Linked DNA regions of Anser cygnoides: region 2 is linked to region 1. The links are chromatin contacts, called in public Hi-C maps. All regions are on one chromosome and are shown on one strand. The core of a region is the stretch at or near the end of the contact, and the rest is flanking DNA. Distances in the headings are between cores, read along the strand shown. Region 1 holds the start of NDUFS5 (NADH:ubiquinone oxidoreductase subunit S5). Region 2 holds the start of HMGCL (3-hydroxy-3-methylglutaryl-CoA lyase).

What was found. Hi-C and Micro-C count contacts between places; a contact is called where the count stands out from the background.
Region 2: a Hi-C map of liver shows a contact between it and region 1, with 8 times the contacts expected there. The contact joins the promoter of HMGCL here to the promoter of NDUFS5 in region 1. A contact is called at or near these places in 2 of 7 Hi-C or Micro-C datasets (both in liver).

What each region holds. Positions count from the first base shown.
Region 1 is chr24:6,857,107-6,860,922 of Taihu_goose_T2T_genome, forward strand. NDUFS5 (NADH:ubiquinone oxidoreductase subunit S5) reads left to right here and starts at 1,988. Exons shown (of 2, transcript XM_048049535.2): 1 at 1,988-2,293; 2 at 2,741-3,050. The coding sequence starts at 2,078. The coding sequence ends at 2,845. AZIN2 (antizyme inhibitor 2) reads left to right here. Exons shown (of 11, transcript XM_066982428.1): 10 at 91-302; 11 at 649-998. The coding sequence ends at 790.
Region 2 is chr24:7,181,359-7,185,211 of Taihu_goose_T2T_genome, forward strand. HMGCL (3-hydroxy-3-methylglutaryl-CoA lyase) reads right to left here and starts at 2,396. Exons shown (of 9, transcript XM_066982501.1): 1 at 2,207-2,396; 2 at 1,800-1,883; 3 at 1,589-1,696; 4 at 1,084-1,179; 5 at 411-559. The coding sequence starts at 2,257. It overlaps FUCA1 (alpha-L-fucosidase 1), which reads right to left. Exons shown (of 10, transcript XM_048049657.2): 9 at 3,734-3,833; 10 at 2,800-3,038. The coding sequence ends at 2,898.

The DNA.
Region 1 (3,816 bases), core at 738-3,237:
TGGGCCCAGATTCTCACCCTATATAAAACAGCTCAGCGCTGTGCTGCAGGTGCCCTCATTCCCTGTGGCTGCCCGATCTTTCCCCCGCAGAAGCCTTGCCCAGACCACCTCTTATGCAGCAGCCTCCGGGGTCCGCCGGGGCACTCAGAGGACCGGATTGCCGAAGGCATGGAGCTGCCCGACCTGCAGGACGGCGACTGGCTGATTTTCCAGGACATGGGTGCATACACCATCGCCGCGTCGTCCCTGCTGGGTGGGCGCTCCCAGCCACAGGTCACCTACGCCATGTCGCGCCTGGCCTGGTAAGAGACCGTCCTGGTGAGCAGGGCCGGGGGCTTCCAGAGGGAGGCTCCGAGCAGCGCCCAGGCCGGGCTCTGTGCCCAGGGGAGAGGGTCAGATCTGAGGGGGGCAGACCCTGGGGGTTCAGGGTCAAAACCTGGCCACTGGGGTTATTAAATAACGAGCCAGGTTTTAAATCCTGAGACAATTTTTCACTGGAGAAGCTGTGGGGGCAGATCAGCTCTGGCTGTGCAGACGGGGCTGGGGCTCTGGAGAAGCGAAAGCCCCCGAGTTCCCCTTCCTTGGGCCCACCCTGTGGCATTTCATGAGTGGGTGCCCTCGCGCCCCCCGGGTGTCTCGTGCTTGCAGGAAGGCCGTCCAGCTCTTCCAGGGGAAGCTGCTGTCAGCAGAAGACGACCACGAGAGCGCCTGCACCCCCTTGTCGTGTGGCTGGGAGATGGTGGAGTCGCTCTGCGTCCCCCCGGTCTTCGCTCCGGCCGGCATCATCTGAGCAGCACGGGGATGGGGAAGGTGTTGTGCCAGCACCCCTGCGCTCACACCCCGTCCTGGGACCCACGGGCAGCCCTCAGCGCCCCGCGTGGATCCTGCTCCTCCTGCTCGTGTGGTGCTGTGTGCCTGCTGCAGGGGCTGGGCGGGCAGGCTGACGGGTTTGGGTTCTTTTTTTAAAGAGTTATGGAAATAAATGGTTGTTGAGCGTGGCTCAGGTTATGGCTGAGGAGCCCTCGGGCTCTTCCTCCCCTCCCTGTGCCCGAGGTGGCAGAGGAGCCGGCTCTGATAAGCAGGTAGCTGCATTACGAGGCTGCGCTCGTTAGGGAAGCTGGGGCTGCTCACCCAAGCCTTGGGGGCTGTGTTCAGGCATCCGGAGGGACCCCAGGGGCTTGGGGGGGCTTGGAGACAGGGGTGGGCTCTGGGATGTGGGTACAGCTGGGGGGGAGGCTGGGTGGCACCCTAATGAGCCCCCCTGAGGAGCCCTCCTGCCTGCTGCCACAGCACTGTGGTGGGGGGAGGCCACAAAAGCCAAAAAATGGGGATGCTGTGAGACCCTGAGAGCCAGAAATTGGGAGCACTGGGAACACTGGGAGCATGGTGCGCTGGGAGCACTGGGCACTGGGGTCACTGGGAGCACTGGAGTTACTGGGAGTGCGGGGCACTGGGATCACTGGGAGCACTATGAGCGCTGGGCACTGGGGTCACTGGGAGCACTGGAGTTACTGGGAGTGCAGGGCACTGGGATCACTGGGAGCACTGGGGATGCTGGGAGCAGTGGGAGCACTGGGAGCGCTGGGAACACTGGGGGCACTGTGCACTGGGGTCACTAGGAGCGCTGGGAACTGGGAGCACTGGGGTCACTGGGAACACTGGGATCACTGGGAACTGGGAGCACGGGGAACACTGGGAGCACGGGGGACACTGGGATCACTGGTGGCACTGGGGTCACTGGGATCACTGGTGGCACTGGTGGCATTGGGATCACTGGGGACACTGGGCCCACTGGGAGCACTGGGATCCCTGGGATCACTGGGAGCACTGGGCCCACTGGGCACTGGGATCACTGGGCCCACCCCCGGCAGGGGGCGCCGGGGCGCGGCGGGCGCTCCCCCTCCCGGCCACCAGGGGGCGCTGCCGGGCGGTGCCGCCGTGCCCGTGCCCGTGCCGCCGCCTCGGCCGTAAAGCGCGGCGCGGAGGTCGCGGCAGCGGCCGCGCTTGACGGCGGCGGGCGTCGCGCAAGGGCCGGTGAAGGACGGCGGTGCCGGTGCCGGTGCCCGTGTCCGCCGCCATGCCGTTCCTGGACCTGCAGCGGCAGATGGGCCTCGACATGGACCGCTGGCTGCTGCGGCAGAGCACCGCGCAGCCCTACGGCAACGCCGGGGCCTGCCACGCCTTCGAGCGGGAGTGGGTGGAGTGCGGGCACGGCCTGGGCCAGACGCGGGCCCGCCGCGAGTGCCGGCCCGAGTACGAGGACTTCATGGAGTGCATGCACCGCACCAAGCTGGTGAGCGGCGCCCGGCCACGGGCTGCCTCCGGGCCCCTCTGTGCCCGCGGGGGGCCGGCAGAGGGGCTCTGGTAAATGGGGGGGGGGGTGCCTGAGCCCCCCGGGGCGGTGCGGGGGGAAAAGGGGGATTCAGGGGGAGAAGCGGGGTGCTGGGGGTCGGTCGGGGACTTGTGGGTGGCAGCCTAACTGGAGAGCTGAGGTGCGTGGAGGGTCAGCCCTCGGCTTTCTCAGGAAGCAGAGAGCGTCTCTGACTCAAAACTCGTAATATTTGGTAGTAAAATGTGTCTTAACCGCGTGAGAACGCCCAAGGGAAGGGTTAGTGAGGGTCCTGCGTGCATGCAGCTCCCTTGGGGCTGTGCCAGGGTTCCACTTGTGGCCGTGTGAGCGCTCGTAAGCGCTGTGATGCCCGTTATACATCCCTGTCAACTCTCCCATGTGTTTTGTCAGGCTGCGCGTCTGAAAAAGATCCTGGAGCAGAGGGACAAGATGATCAAGGAAGGGAAGTACGTCCCGCCTGACTACTACAGCAGCCAGCAAGAGCCCAAGCCTTGACGCGCTCGGACCCCCACATCAGTCGTCTGCAGCCGAGGAAGTGAAGCCCCTGCAAAGAAAGCGCCTGGCACGGCTGGGCTCCGCTGCGGCTGGTCCACGTACCGCGGGGTCGGGGCTGCCTGACGGCCTTGCCCCTGACTGAAGGGGAATGACACCCGTGTCAGGCGTTAATGCTGTGCTAGTAAACGTCTCCTTTGGAACAGCGTTCAGCTCTGTCGTGTCTTTCTGAATAAAATATATTTGAGTGTCTCTGTAGCCCTCCTGCCAGGTTAACAGCCTGAGGTGCTGCCCTGGTGCTGGGGATGACCAGGAGCTGTGCCCCTCTGATGAGGGCAGCCATGGCGAGTTCCTTGGTGCTCGTGTTCCCTCCCTGCCTCACCTGCGGGCAGGGCAGTCGGCCCCAAAAGCGTGTGGGGATAGAATAAAGGAGTAAAAACCCATCCAAACTTGTCCTGCAAAGCTCCCTCCTAAATGAATGTCCACGTCTAGCACAGTTTTACAGGCAGGATACGTGGCTGGGGCTGCTCCCAGTCACTTTTCATTTGGATGTATTGGTGTGTGAGGTGAAAACCTGCTTAAAACACCTCTCTTTCACTAGGATTTAGGGCAGAAACAGCCAGATTTTGTTTCTCTACTGCTGTTTTGGTCTGTGTGTGTTCTGTTTCCCCTGCTTGGGGGCTGGGAGGCTTTGCTCTGAAACCCGGTGCGTCAGCGCGATCCGTTGAGCCTGGCAGCGAGCACCAGGCCCTGCTGATGGCAGCTGCAGTAGCCCTGGCCGCTGTCCCGTGGTCCTGGCCGCTGGAGCTGCCTGCGCCACCGTTCTCCCTTTAAAAGGGAGCATTTTCCACATTCCTCCCCCAAGCCCCTGTTCTGCCTGTAAAAGGGAGGGTTTTCCATATCCCTCCCCAATCCAGCACGGTTTTGTAACAGCGTTAAAGCAGGTGAGTACCTGGAAGTAGAGAGGGGAAATA
Region 2 (3,853 bases), core at 1,146-3,645, 320 kb after region 1:
CGAGAGCACATCAGACCGTTAGGTTTTATATCTATCTGAACACTTCAATGTGGCACGTCTGCCAAGAAGCCAGCATTACTTCAGATTATTTGATAAAGCTGAAGATGTAACAGATACATGACGGGTGAATCCACGTGGAGTGTAAACTGTCATGGGCTGTCCAGAGTTTGCACCGAGCCAACACCTCCAACTCTACCAGCGTGGTGTTGTTTCCGAACTAAAGCTTCCCAACGCACAGAGCTCACATCTGCTTGCACCCAACCAGGTAGAGACACTGCCCCCAAACAGTGAAATTTAAAAGAAATTTCCCTCCCCGGTGCTGTGGGGGCTGTGCTCCAAAGGGAGAACCTCGAGCAGCCACATTTCCCCCGTGAGCTGCTCGGTGCTGAGCTCACAGCAGAACTCCTCACCCCCGGACGGGAATGCTGGCTGCTCGCGCGGCACTCATCACTTCGCTGAACCTCTCCAGGCTCTCCTCTATGGAGCAGTTGATGTTCTTCTTGGTGAAGAGCTCTGACGCTGCTCCAAAGATGGACACTTCCTTGGCCCCCGCTGCCACCTGCCAACAGAAAGCATTAATTAAAGTGAGATGATTTATCTTTCAAGGGAAATGACCAGCACAACCAGGACTGCAGTTCTCCCCTTTTATAGAAAAAGTTTTTCCTCCCAGTTCTTCCCCAGATGACCTAGTTCTTTCCTCAGTTCATTCTAAAGCAAAAACACGAGGCATCCTGGTTTATCTTCAGAACAAACAGAAAGTTACAGACGTGACAATGAAGCCACAAGTGCTGGATGCAGTCATGAGGGCTGTGGGACATGCAGATGGGCCTGAGAGCATCATTGCCCATTAAAAGAACGGACAAGTTTTTACGATTAAAGAAAGCATACTGAGGTGTTCTCTGACATAAACATCAGGTTTCTAGCTCCCCAGCAGAGCAATTCCTTTTTCAAGGAACTGTAAGATGAAACTGCTGCCTACCAGAATGCAAGGGGCGCTTCCCACCCTTCACCACAGCTGAAACGTTCCTTCACAGGCAGCCCTGCGCACAGGACGCTGCCAGCACTAACACTGCGATCTCTTACCGCTGCCTGAAATCCTTTCAGATTCGGGGTCAGCACGGGATAACTAACACCAGGCAACTTATTGATCCCCTGCATGACTTCAGTGTGGTCGGCCATCTGCAAAGGGAACGCGGACAGATTTCTAAGGGTGTCGACACGCTTGTCATCCACTTCCACAAGTTATAAAACATTTCCTAAAATTCATTTTTTACGAATGGGAACAGCGATACGCAGAACGGGGGGAAACTGGCCTCTAGAGAGCCCCCAGCACCGCGCACCTGGACGGACCAAAGGTCGGTCACCGGCCGAGCCGGAGTCACCGCGTGCGCCGCCAGCTGCGCGTGAGCCCGCGCCGCTCCCCCGGGTGCGGAGGGAAGGGCCACAGCAGCAGAAGCGCCGTCGTTTGGCTTTTCTGCGCCTCGCTCGCTACAGACGCGGTGCCGAGGGCTGGGGGGGGGGGGGGGTCGGTCTGCTCGCCGGCCCGTCGTCCCCCCAGACCCACGCCGGGACCCCCCGGAGCACTGACCTGGGGCACCCACCGCGGCGACACGAAGCTGGTGGCCTCGATGACCTGCAGCCCCGTCCCGGACAGCATGTCGATCAGCCCGATCTTCACGGGCGTCGGCACGATGCTCTGCGGGCAAACGAGACGCACGACGGGGGGGGGGGGGTCGGCCCCGCGCCCGGCCCTCCGCCTGCCCGCCCGGTGCCGGTGCCGGTGCCGGTGCCCGCCCTACCTGCTCGTTCTGCAGCCCGTCGCGCGGCCCCACCTCCACCACCTTCACGCGGGGCGGGAGGGCGCCGGCGGCCGCGGCGCTGATCTGGGGGCAGAGACGGGCGGGCGTCAGGGGAGCGGGGCGGGGCCGGTTCCCGTCCCGGTCCCCCGTCCCTGTCCCTATCCCCGTCCCCCTCCCGGTCCTCGGTCCCTGTCCCCGGTCCCCGTCCCAGTTCCCGCTCCCCGGGCCCCCCCCGCCCCTCACCGGCCGCAGCGATCCCGCCCAGCGCGGCAGCAGCCTCCGCGCCGCCGCCATGGTTGCCGCCCCCCACGTGACCGCGCCGTCACGTGCCCCAGAGCGGGGGGCCCGGCGGTCACGTGACGGCGGCGGGCAGCCGCCCCCCCCCCCCCGCCCCCCCCCGCCCGTACCTGGCCCCGGGCGGCCTCGCGGGGCGGCGGCAGCGCGGCGCAGCGCGGCATCGGCGGGGCGGGAGCGGCAGCGGGCGGGCTGCACCGGGAACGGCGACGGGGACCGGCTGCGGCCGCTCTGCGCTCGGGCTGTGGCCGGGCTGCTCCCGCCGCGCGCTCGGGGTCCGGCCGGGCCGCTCCCGGTCTGCCCCCGCCGCCCGCAGCCGCCCCTTTATAGGCGGCCCCGGTGCCGGCGGCGCTGAGCAAACAGCCCCGTGTTTGCACGGCCCCGGCCCCCCCGCCCCCCCCCCCCGCCCCCCGGGCAGCGGCCCCGCTGCGCCCACCCCACCCCGCGCCCGCCCTCCGCAGCCCCGGCCCGGCCCGGCCCCTGCGGAGCGGTCACTGCCGGTCCCCACCGGCACCGAGCGCGGCCTCGCCCCACGCGAGCACGGCGGCGGAGCCCCAGCAGCTGCCAAGGAGCTCGGCGTCAACCCAGCGGGCCCCGCTGTTCCCCGCGGGCCGTGCCCCGCCAGCAGCGCGCCGCAGCGGGCAGCCCGGACAGACAGCGACTTACAGACCGACGGACAGACAGAGCGGGCAGACGAGAAACTCTCTCGAGAGAAAAGCGATTTATTCAACAGTGAATGAAAAATCATCTTAGACTTAATACAAAAGACAGGCCGGGGGGGCAGCTGCTGTCAGGCCAGGGCTGTCAGTTCACACCCTCAAGCCTGAGAGCCCAGCCAGGCTGCGCAGGCACGGGAGATGGAGGCACGGGTGGCAGAGTTACCAGCAGTCCCTTACCCGGGGCCTTCTGCCACTCCAGAGTCCCTGCAAAACCCAACATCGACACCTGCAAAAAAGGGCAGGGGAAACGCTCAGCTGTGGCTTCCACAGGCGCTCCCCATTCGGTCACCCCGGTACACCCAGCACACGTTTCAGTCTCTGCATAACATTCCCCACACGTTAAAAGCAGTCCTGCACGTTTCCACCCATCGCTCACTGTGTACAAAGGCAACGCGAAGGGTATTTTGGGGCCAAACCTTTGACTGTAGTTTGTTTGGTTTTAGGTGTTGTGTTGTTTTGTTTTGTTTTTTTTTTTTACCTGAGAGGCTTCACCTCTGTTTGTTCAGAGCAAAGGGCACCCCAGCATTTGCGTCACTTACACTTACAACTAGCGGGTCAGTGTACCTGATCTGAATTGGGGATGTAATACCCGTGATCCCTTCTATGTGTGAGGCTTGTTACTGACCTCACCTCCCTGGGTCAACAGGAACAAAAGGGGAGACGTGTTCCTACCTGTTCTATGGCAGACCACAAGCCTCTCCTGCCCAGTCCTACCCACTGCTCTGTGTTGAACAGTGACAAAACCTGAACCTGGGATGCTGCAAGACTCTGGGTGAAGCCATCCCAGAGCAAGAAGTAAGTGATGCCAACTGCCGTGTTCTCCCCAGTTTCCAAATGAAGTCGGGTTGGGCCTTCCCACCCCATGCCTTCCCAAGATGGGCTCTCAAAGTGCATTCTCTCTTTTTTCTTCAGGTTCCTTACTTGCGTGGCCGGGGATGGGGTGGGTGAGGACAGCTGCAGCACGTTGTCCTGAGGCCAGATCAGAAAAATGGCATAGACAACTGGTCCTTTAGAAGTGTACCTAAGAGAGCAAGAGTTCAG